2 separate regions of the Mus musculus genome follow, and region 1 is linked to region 2. The links are chromatin contacts, called in public promoter capture Hi-C maps. All regions are on one chromosome and are shown on one strand. Each heading gives the region's core, a stretch centred on a gene start, on an enhancer-like site or on the middle of the called end of the contact. The rest is flanking DNA. Distances are from core to core; before and after follow the strand shown. Region 1 holds the start of Hs3st3b1 (heparan sulfate (glucosamine) 3-O-sulfotransferase 3B1). Region 2 has its middle 60 kb from the start of Hs3st3b1.

Region 1 (3,896 bases), core at 1,356-3,855, 59 kb after region 2:
CCGCCAGAAATGATTCTAAAGATTAGCCTGCCACCAGGTCCTCGGAACCTTATCCCAGGAGCCCGTTGTGTACAGGACGAGTGGAGGCAAAGAGGTAATGGCATCAACAACACATCGATGGCAACAGCCTACAGATAGCGAAGGCCCCCGTGGTAAACTGCTCCTGGCTGCACCCAAGGATTCACCCTTCCAGGCCCAGCCAGAATCCAAGTTATTCCCAGTGCCCGGATGAGACCCAGGACTCATCGGACGAGAATCCGAGCGTTGCACCCGGAGTCTCCATTCTTAGCCCGCAGTGTTCTGGGAACTGTGAGAAAGGAGACCGTCACTGCTGGCTTAAACCTCCAGACTTGGGCAACTCTTCCCAATTTAAAATAATAATAATAGTAGTAAAGAACAAAGGGGAGGGGGCGAGAGAGGCTGGGAAGGAAGCTGCTTTAATCCTCAGGGTCAGGCCCTTTTATTTGCCACGCCATCCGTGTCCTAGAAAGTATGGTCGAGGCAGAGAGCCGGGTTCGGTTCGTGTTTCTCCTTGTTTTCGGAAATCCTGATGCTCTTTGAAAGTAATTGGGTCTGGGGGGAAAAAAATCGAGGGAGACGCTAATGCTGGGTGATGACCTAAAGCGCTGAGGACCCGGCTGGGTTTCCGGAAACTGGGGTGTGACCCCTCCAGCAACTCACACCAAACCAGCAGCCCGGGATGCAGTGGGCAGAGGTCGTGAATGTGACCCGGGAGCCTCGGTCCCTTTAGAACTGGGCTCACAGCCGGAAGCCACGACCCCGAAACAACCCTCATTTCTCAATCAATGGCCCAGGGATATTCTTTGAGGTCGGACATGTACCAGGTCCGCAGAAATACACGTCCTTGTCTTGGCGCTCCCAGCACCGAGACCGGGAAGGCGAAGCGGCTGCGCCGGCAGCGCCTCGGGCGCCCAGAAGCCTTCAAAGAGGCTGCGCGCTGCAGTGCGCGCCTTTGCCCGACAGGGACCAGCACAGCTCCACGCCCGGCGCGCCGCAGCCAGCAAAGTCGCGCAGCCTCCCGGTTACCCTCCCTAGCACAAGCGCCTCGCAAGCTGAGCGGGTCAGACCCCCTTCGGGTTGCGGCAACAAGAAGAATTGTAACAAAAAGTTAGACTCAAAACACCCTTGGCTCTGAGCCTTAGCCTGCGCCCCTCTCCCCATCTGGGCAGCAGAAGCGACTCTAGCAGTTGGTGCTCGTTAAAGGCTGTGACCCAGAGGCGCACAACACTCCTCCCCGCGTCCCTGGCTGCAAGAGAGACAAAATCCTAACCACTCCGAGTTATTCGCGTGGGATGCGGCCACAGCCAAAAGGTAACCGGTTCCTCCGGCGCTTTCCCAGTAGCTGCCGGGTGGGTGTCTTTGTGGAGAGATCACCTAAATGGTTCTAGGGCGCAGCATACCAGCCAACGGTGCCAAGCTAAAAGTTTCTGTAGGTGGCTGTCTCAGCCTACTCCGGAGCATCTGATTTCTCCCCAACTGTCCACCAGCAATGTGCGGTCGCACTTTGGTCCCCGCCCGCCCTAAATTGACGGAAGTTGTACCCCTGCTTCCCTCCCCACCTGACGCGCAACGGCCGGTGGGGGCTCACGGTCGGGATCACGGCCGGCGCAGCGGCCCCTGGAGAGGAAACTCACCGGTACCAGGCAAGACCCTTGTGGTAGCTGCGGTCGAAAAAGTGGGGCTCGGCGCCCACGGCGCGCACGTCGGGGTGCACGCGCAGGAACTCCAGCAATGCCCGCGTGCCGCCCTTCTTCACCCCGATGATGATGGCCTGCGGCAGCTGCTTGCTCCCAGCGCCGCTGAAGAAGCTGGAGATGGGACTGGGGGAGTCCGGCGCCTCTGGACTCTGCTCCTCCTGGCTCCCAGCGCCTACTGTCTTATCCTTGCCTGCAGCCAGCGAATTGGCCGGAGGTGCCCGGAAGGGCATCTTAGGGGATGTCTCATTCGGAGCTGTGACCAGGGCTGGCTGAGCGTGAGTAGCGCGGGACCCCGAGCCCAGGAGCAGCAGGCCGGGAGCGGCGGTACAGGAGCCGGCGCACGAGTACAAAAACATGTACAGCCAGATGCAAAGCATGGCGAAGAGCAGCGCGAGCTTCCTCCTCACCGGCGGCGGGGGCGGCGGCGGCTGCGGCAGGAACCGGCCCGGGACATCGAGACAGGACCGGCCGCCGCTCAGGCGCTGCCCCATACGCGGCCCGCGGGCGCGGCCAGGGGCATGGCTCAGCACATGGCAGGAGTCCCGCCGGAACAGAGAGCACCGCGACGGTCCCCTGCCACTTTGAGCCCGGAGTGATTCGGTTTATTGCCCTCCTGCGCGCGCGGCTGCCGAGGCTGCGGCTCTTCCCCGGGTGGCGGCGGCGGTTGCAGCGGCGACGGCTCTTGACATGATGCCCACGAGAAGCCGGGGTTGGAAAGCTAAGTCCAGGCGACGGGAACTGTGAGCAGACGCGCTGTCAGTTACGCTGTGCCCCGCACTCAGTAACTCTGGACGGGGCGCACGACAGCTCGCCGGGGCTGCCTCCTCGCAGCCAGGAGATTGAGAGCAGCCCCGGCGCTTGCCCGCTGAGGCTGCGGCGGAGAACTGCGCAGGAAGAGAGCCCAGCACTGAGGTGGAGTGGGCGGTCCCGGCCTTCCGAGTGACGGGCTGCGCTACCTACCAGGAGGCGCGAGCAGCATGCAAATGCCGGAGCTTCACCCAAGTCGAAACAGCCAATCGTCTCTCGGAACGTGGGGGTGTGGAAAGGGTTCGCGAAGGGGGGTAGAGCAGTATGGGGTTGCTATTGGCTTCAGAATTCAAGGGGCGGGTTCAGGGAGGCGAGGCCATCGGCTGGTGACAGGAGCAGATGGTGAGGATGCTGGAGTGACCCAACGCTGAAAGAGGTCCCACCCGGTTGAGTGGCGCTCTCTTATACACGCGCGCTTTTCCACACTCGCTTCTGAGGCCAGTCTTGGCTATAGTTGCCTATGTGACAAAGATGCCAGTCCTCATCCAAGGGTCCCGCCATCCGGCTCCTGAGTGTAAAAGCTGCAGAAAAGAGACAGGGATGGAAGAGGGAAAGCCGACCAGACGTGTTTCCAGCCCCACCCGCAAACCCAGTTTCATAATCGGGGCTCAGGGAAGGGCCTCCAACAGACCCTGATTTAGGAAGTTTAAGTAGGGAAAACCTCGGCGGAAGTCACTAACTTTCCCGCTCTCTCAATATTGTCCAGAATGGTCTCCCTGTGCCTGGCGCTTAATAGGGACAGACGTAAACACTATCTCACTCTTTCCAAACTCTCCTGAAAAGGCCTGGGGGGTGAACAGAGAGAAGGAAGGTTGTTTAGTTTAAAGACACTAGTTGAAACTTAAAGTCACATGTCGGAGTTTTATATGGGTATCTGTTCCTTGGCATCATTAATTTGATAGATGTTCTAACTTCTTTCTCTTGAACAAACAATTAAGCCGGCATCCGCCCCTGCTTAGAAGATTGGTTGGGTTTCTGACCTATGACTCTGTACTGAATCCTAGGCGTTTTCCCCCAATAACTTTTTTTTAAGTCGAATGTTGATATGGGGTAAATTCAGGAGTAGTGACTAGCACTTATTTAATGGTGAAAATCCACTCCGAGGCTTCCTTGTTTCGCACCTTTGTCCAGGGGGGCGGCCCGGAAAGGGGTCTTCTCAGAAACTGTCAGCTCTGGTGAGGGAAGCTCGGGCGCTGATGCCTGGCCAAATTTCTGCGCTGGCGATCGGAGTTAGGAAAGTCGGGATGGGGACGTTCACCCAAGTGGCGGCTTGAGAGCCTTTCGGTGCCTGGAATCCATTTTCCGCAAGACCGAAAGGCCTCCAACGCCAGGCTGCGTGCGGTTCCGGGACAGAATTTTCATTCCTTCCGA
Region 2 (4,170 bases), core at 1,383-3,882:
GTTAGAGTATTTGCTGCTTTTCCAGAAGACCCAACATAGGTCTGTGTTGAGTGACTTACAATTGCCTGTAGGGCCAGCTTCTGGAGATCCAATGGCCTTTTCTAGTTTCTGCAGATTATCCACACACACTACATACAGTCACACACATACATGTAAATAAAAGTAAATCTTTAAGGGGCAGAAGAGATGCCTGAGTGGCTGCTTGGAGAGAATCTGGGTTCAATTTCCAGCACCCACATGGCAACTCTCAACCATCTGTAACTCTAGTTCCATGTGAGCCGACATCCTCTTCAGTCTCTTGATGCACTGCCCTAACATGATACATGCAAAGGCTGGTAAAACTCCCATATACATAAAATTAACTAAATAAAAAAAAATGGGGGGGGAGCAGAATCCTTACAGGAAATTTCCAGCATGGTTTTCCCCCTCACCTAGAGTGCCCGCCCAGAGGCACCTGTTGAGAAGCGGCTGTGTCCTCCCGCCTGTCAAAACACAAATCCTACTCTCGCAAAAACTGTTTGCCAAGAGGTTGTCAGACAACCAACTGCATGTAATTGAGCTTCTGAAAGAACATGCCCTCGGGTGAGTTTCAAAGAAATGCTACAAATTAAGATAATAGATGATTATGTAAAACATGAGTCAAAACTGTCAGAAGACCACAGTCTCAGAAACTACGAACTTGGCACGTGGGTCTACACGGCCCCACGGCTGCCCACTGAGGTCATGTCCTCCGTCATTTTAACTAGACGTTTGGCTGCCTTTGGAGGCTGCCGTAATTTATATTTCATTGCATTGGAAGCCTGGATTTGTACTAAAACTCATGAGATGTATTCCTGAGCTGACAAGAAAACCCACACAAGCAGATGGAGGGGCTGGCGACAAGGACGCCGCAGGAGAAGTGTGCTTTTGACCAGTGAAACTGAGGATTTCCGTGGAGGGATCCTGAGTGTCTCTGAATGGAATGTCAAGTTATTTATTGACCAGTACTCTGCCGCCCACCTCTGCCATGCACACTAACCAGAATGGCTCCAACCACTTCCCCTCTCCCCTTTTTGGGAGTCTTTCTGGACATTAGAGTTCACATAGCCAAGTAAAAAACCCAGAAAGTTTCAATCTCTGGAAAGTCCCCAGATGATGGCTTGCAAGAACTGCCCCTTCCTTCCTCCTGAGGGAGATGAACTGTTCTCCAGGATCCCTTGGAGTTCACAGGGAATGTTGAGCCTAGTTGCCCACTGTGCAGTTCTGTGCAACACCACCCACCCTGTCAGCTTCCAACCGCTGTTTCTTACAATCACCTTCCCATACCGACTACCTACACAACAGCTTAGTCTCTGTTCCTGCTTCTGCATGCTATGGCTAGGACCTCAAGAAGTGCACATCAAAAGCTGCCTCTTTCTTTATCTTCATTTCTTTCTCTGGTTCCTATTAAACATGGCTGAGCAAGGATCTTTCGAATGAAGAGCCTGCTTTCACAGCTTGTGCCTTCTCTTCAGGAGATTCCAGCTGTCCCAAAGACAGACTAGCCCAGGCAAGATACAGTAAAGCTCTGTTTTCCAGAGCAGTGACAGGGCACTGTTTTCATCAAGCGCTGGGATTCCAGCTTCCTCAACTTATACTGGTCAACTATATCCAGTTTCTGCACCTCCAGGATCTCCGAAGAGAATCCCTGGAGGATCTTCTGCTGGGTTGGGTAAGCTTCTGCCCCAGCAGTTCCAGCAACCCTGACTGGGTGACTGTGACCCACAGTGTGCTGTGCAGCTTCCTGGTCCCTGCCACCCTCCTGGTGACCAGGGGTTAGGGTAGGCACTGACCCTAGTTATCTATATCCCTTGATCTTGGTCTGGTCCTTTGGCCTTTGACCCCAGTGTCTGTTGCTTTCAAGCATTATCCTGTTCTTTCTGTTGAAGTCACCACTCTGTTCCTGTCCTGCTGCACTGAGCTGACTGTCAACACTACAGCAAACAAGGGAAAGGAAGGGGGAGGGAAGAGGGCGAGCAGTTTCATTGGCTCAGCTGGGTGGTTAGAAAGAAAGGTTGCTTCTCTTTGTTTCTTCTTGAAGCAAATAACTTGTTTAACTTGGATTGATTGGCCATTTGACCTGGGCTCCCAGGGGCCCCGGGGCAGCCTGATAGAGTCAGTAAATAGATGGGGAGAGTATAGGTTCAAGGACTTCTTTCTTCTACTTCAGATCTGCCACAAGGAAAGAGGAACCACGACTGCCTTCTCCCCCTTTTTAAACATTCTGTTTTGAAAACACATTCTTAACATTTTGCTTACAAAACAACAAATCCTTCTCTAAGGTCTCCATCCAGGCCTTAGTTATTATACTAGGTCTTCAAAGAAAAAGCTTTGTGGGTTCTCTCCAGTATCCTACCAACTCAGATTCTGGCTTTAAGAAAGAAAGAAAGAAAGAAAGAAAGAAAGAAAGAAAGAAAGAAAGGAAGGAAGGAAGGAAGAAAGAAAGAAAGAAAGAAAGAAAGAAAGAAAGAAAGAAAGAAAGAAAGAAAGAAAATCAAGGGGAAAAAAAAAACCCTGCCTATACCAAAGGTAAATTGCAAACATTGGAGGATGGGCCCTGGGTGACAACAAACCACAAAGGTACATGAGTCACAAACAGGGATCAAAGCCAATGACTGGAGCCCAGTAAGAAGTATGGACTTGGCAAGAAAACCATCAAAAGCAAACACTTGGAAAGTGCAGTGTCATTTAGTTTAAACTGAATGTGTTAAAAATGTCTGTGTAGTTCAGACGAGTGCTTTTGCACTTATTACTCCTTCCTGCCTTTCTTCCTTTCTTCCTTCCTTCCTTTCTTTCTTTCTTTCTTTCTTTCTTTCTTTCTTTCTTTCTTTCTTTCTTTCTTTCTTCCTTCCTTCCTTCCTTCCTTCCTTCCTTCCTTCCTTCCTTGATTTCTTTCTTTCTTTCTTCCTCACCCTCTCTTCTCAGTAATGAAAATGAAAACATGTAACAGCTGCGAGTTTATGCCAATTCATTTTTTTAAATCTTTTATTTACTGATGTGTGGGTCAGGATGACAACTGTCAGAGAGTCACTTCTCTCCCTCTACCATGTGGGATGCAGGAATTGAACTCATATCCCCAGGCTTAGCCGCAAGCTCCTGTACCTGCTGAGCCATCTCACTGGCTCCCTGATTGATTTTTTTTTTGACAAAACAAATAAAGTAATATGATGCAGAAGCTTGAGTATTTGAGGGTTGGCTGGTTAGTTTGTTGACCAGTTCTCACGCCACAGCCCAAGCTGCGGTCGAGCTTTCTAATGCCTCCTACTTCAGCACTATACACATGTAATTCCACGCCAGGATCTATGTTTTTAAATTCTTATTCACACTTTACATTTCCCGACAAGTAATTGGATGACATTAATTAAAAGCCTTAAAAGTGTTTATTCCCTTGACCCAGAAATTTACAATTTATAAGTCTATACCAAACAATTATTTAGTACTTTGACTTATATGACTCAAAATTCCCAGTTCTGATCACAGCTACACAAACCTGAAGGCTGGATGAAGAGGGGAGGGGGGGGAGAGGGAGAGGGAGAGAGAGAACAAGAAAAGGAAGCATAATTGGTCCTAGGTTTAGTGAAGGAGAACGTTTATTGCAGACACGTGGGAGGGAGAGCATAGCCAGAGGCAGGGACATGTGGGTCAGTCGCGTGGGTGGACATGACCCTGAACCATGTGGGGAGAGAAGGGAGAGGGAACCAGGTGCAGCAGCCAGGAGACCCAAAAGTACCAAGAGAGGAGAGAGCCACCATGCCGGGATTGTAGAGGAAGAGCAGCCTAGACCACTGAGCTGGAGACACTTAGGGTAGGGGACCCTCTAACAGGTGGGGACTGAGGGATGCAAGGAGAACCTGGTGGCCATGTCTGCTTTGACGTGTTAAATAGACACCTCAGCCTTTTGTCCCAGGTTTGAAACCTAACATCTGAAATTTACCTTCCTTCATAGAATTGGATTGGAACACATACTATGGCATATACTGTCACTGAATGGCATTCAGCTCTCAAAATTGCCATGAAAACTGCTGTAATGCTCAGAAAGTGATTAACAAAAGCATTTATGTATGCTTCTATATCCACATAGGATCTCAATATAGCTATATGTGATATATCTATAAATGCTCACATGGAAGGGACAGGAAGCCTGGGGTCTTG

Evidence for each region. Promoter capture Hi-C pulls out the DNA fragments that hold promoters and counts their contacts.
Region 1: a promoter capture Hi-C map of liver shows a contact between it and region 2, with 4 times the contacts expected there. The contact joins the promoter of Hs3st3b1 here to the enhancer-like site in region 2. A contact is called at or near these places in 2 of 39 promoter capture datasets (both in liver), 10 of 484 Hi-C or Micro-C datasets (the AML12 cell line, the N1E-115 cell line, epidermal suprabasal cells and 1 more), 2 of 115 datasets of contacts at active chromatin or transcription factors (embryonic stem cells and hepatocytes) and 1 of 9 other capture datasets (adipose tissue).

The regions. Positions count from the first base shown.
Region 1 is chr11:63,919,679-63,923,574 of GRCm38.p6, forward strand. It overlaps Hs3st3b1 (heparan sulfate (glucosamine) 3-O-sulfotransferase 3B1), which reads right to left and starts at 2,606. Exons shown (of 2, transcript NM_018805.2): 1 at 1,656-2,606. The coding sequence starts at 2,209.
Region 2 is chr11:63,860,294-63,864,463 of GRCm38.p6, forward strand. No RefSeq gene overlaps it. Among named protein-coding and RNA genes, the nearest start is that of Hs3st3b1, 60 kb to the right of the region's middle. Within about 2 kb of position 2,633, at least 40 of the 459 cell types and tissues checked have an H3K27ac peak or open chromatin away from gene starts, as enhancers often do. A contact at or near this core is called in the AML12 cell line, hepatocytes and liver, where this site is marked.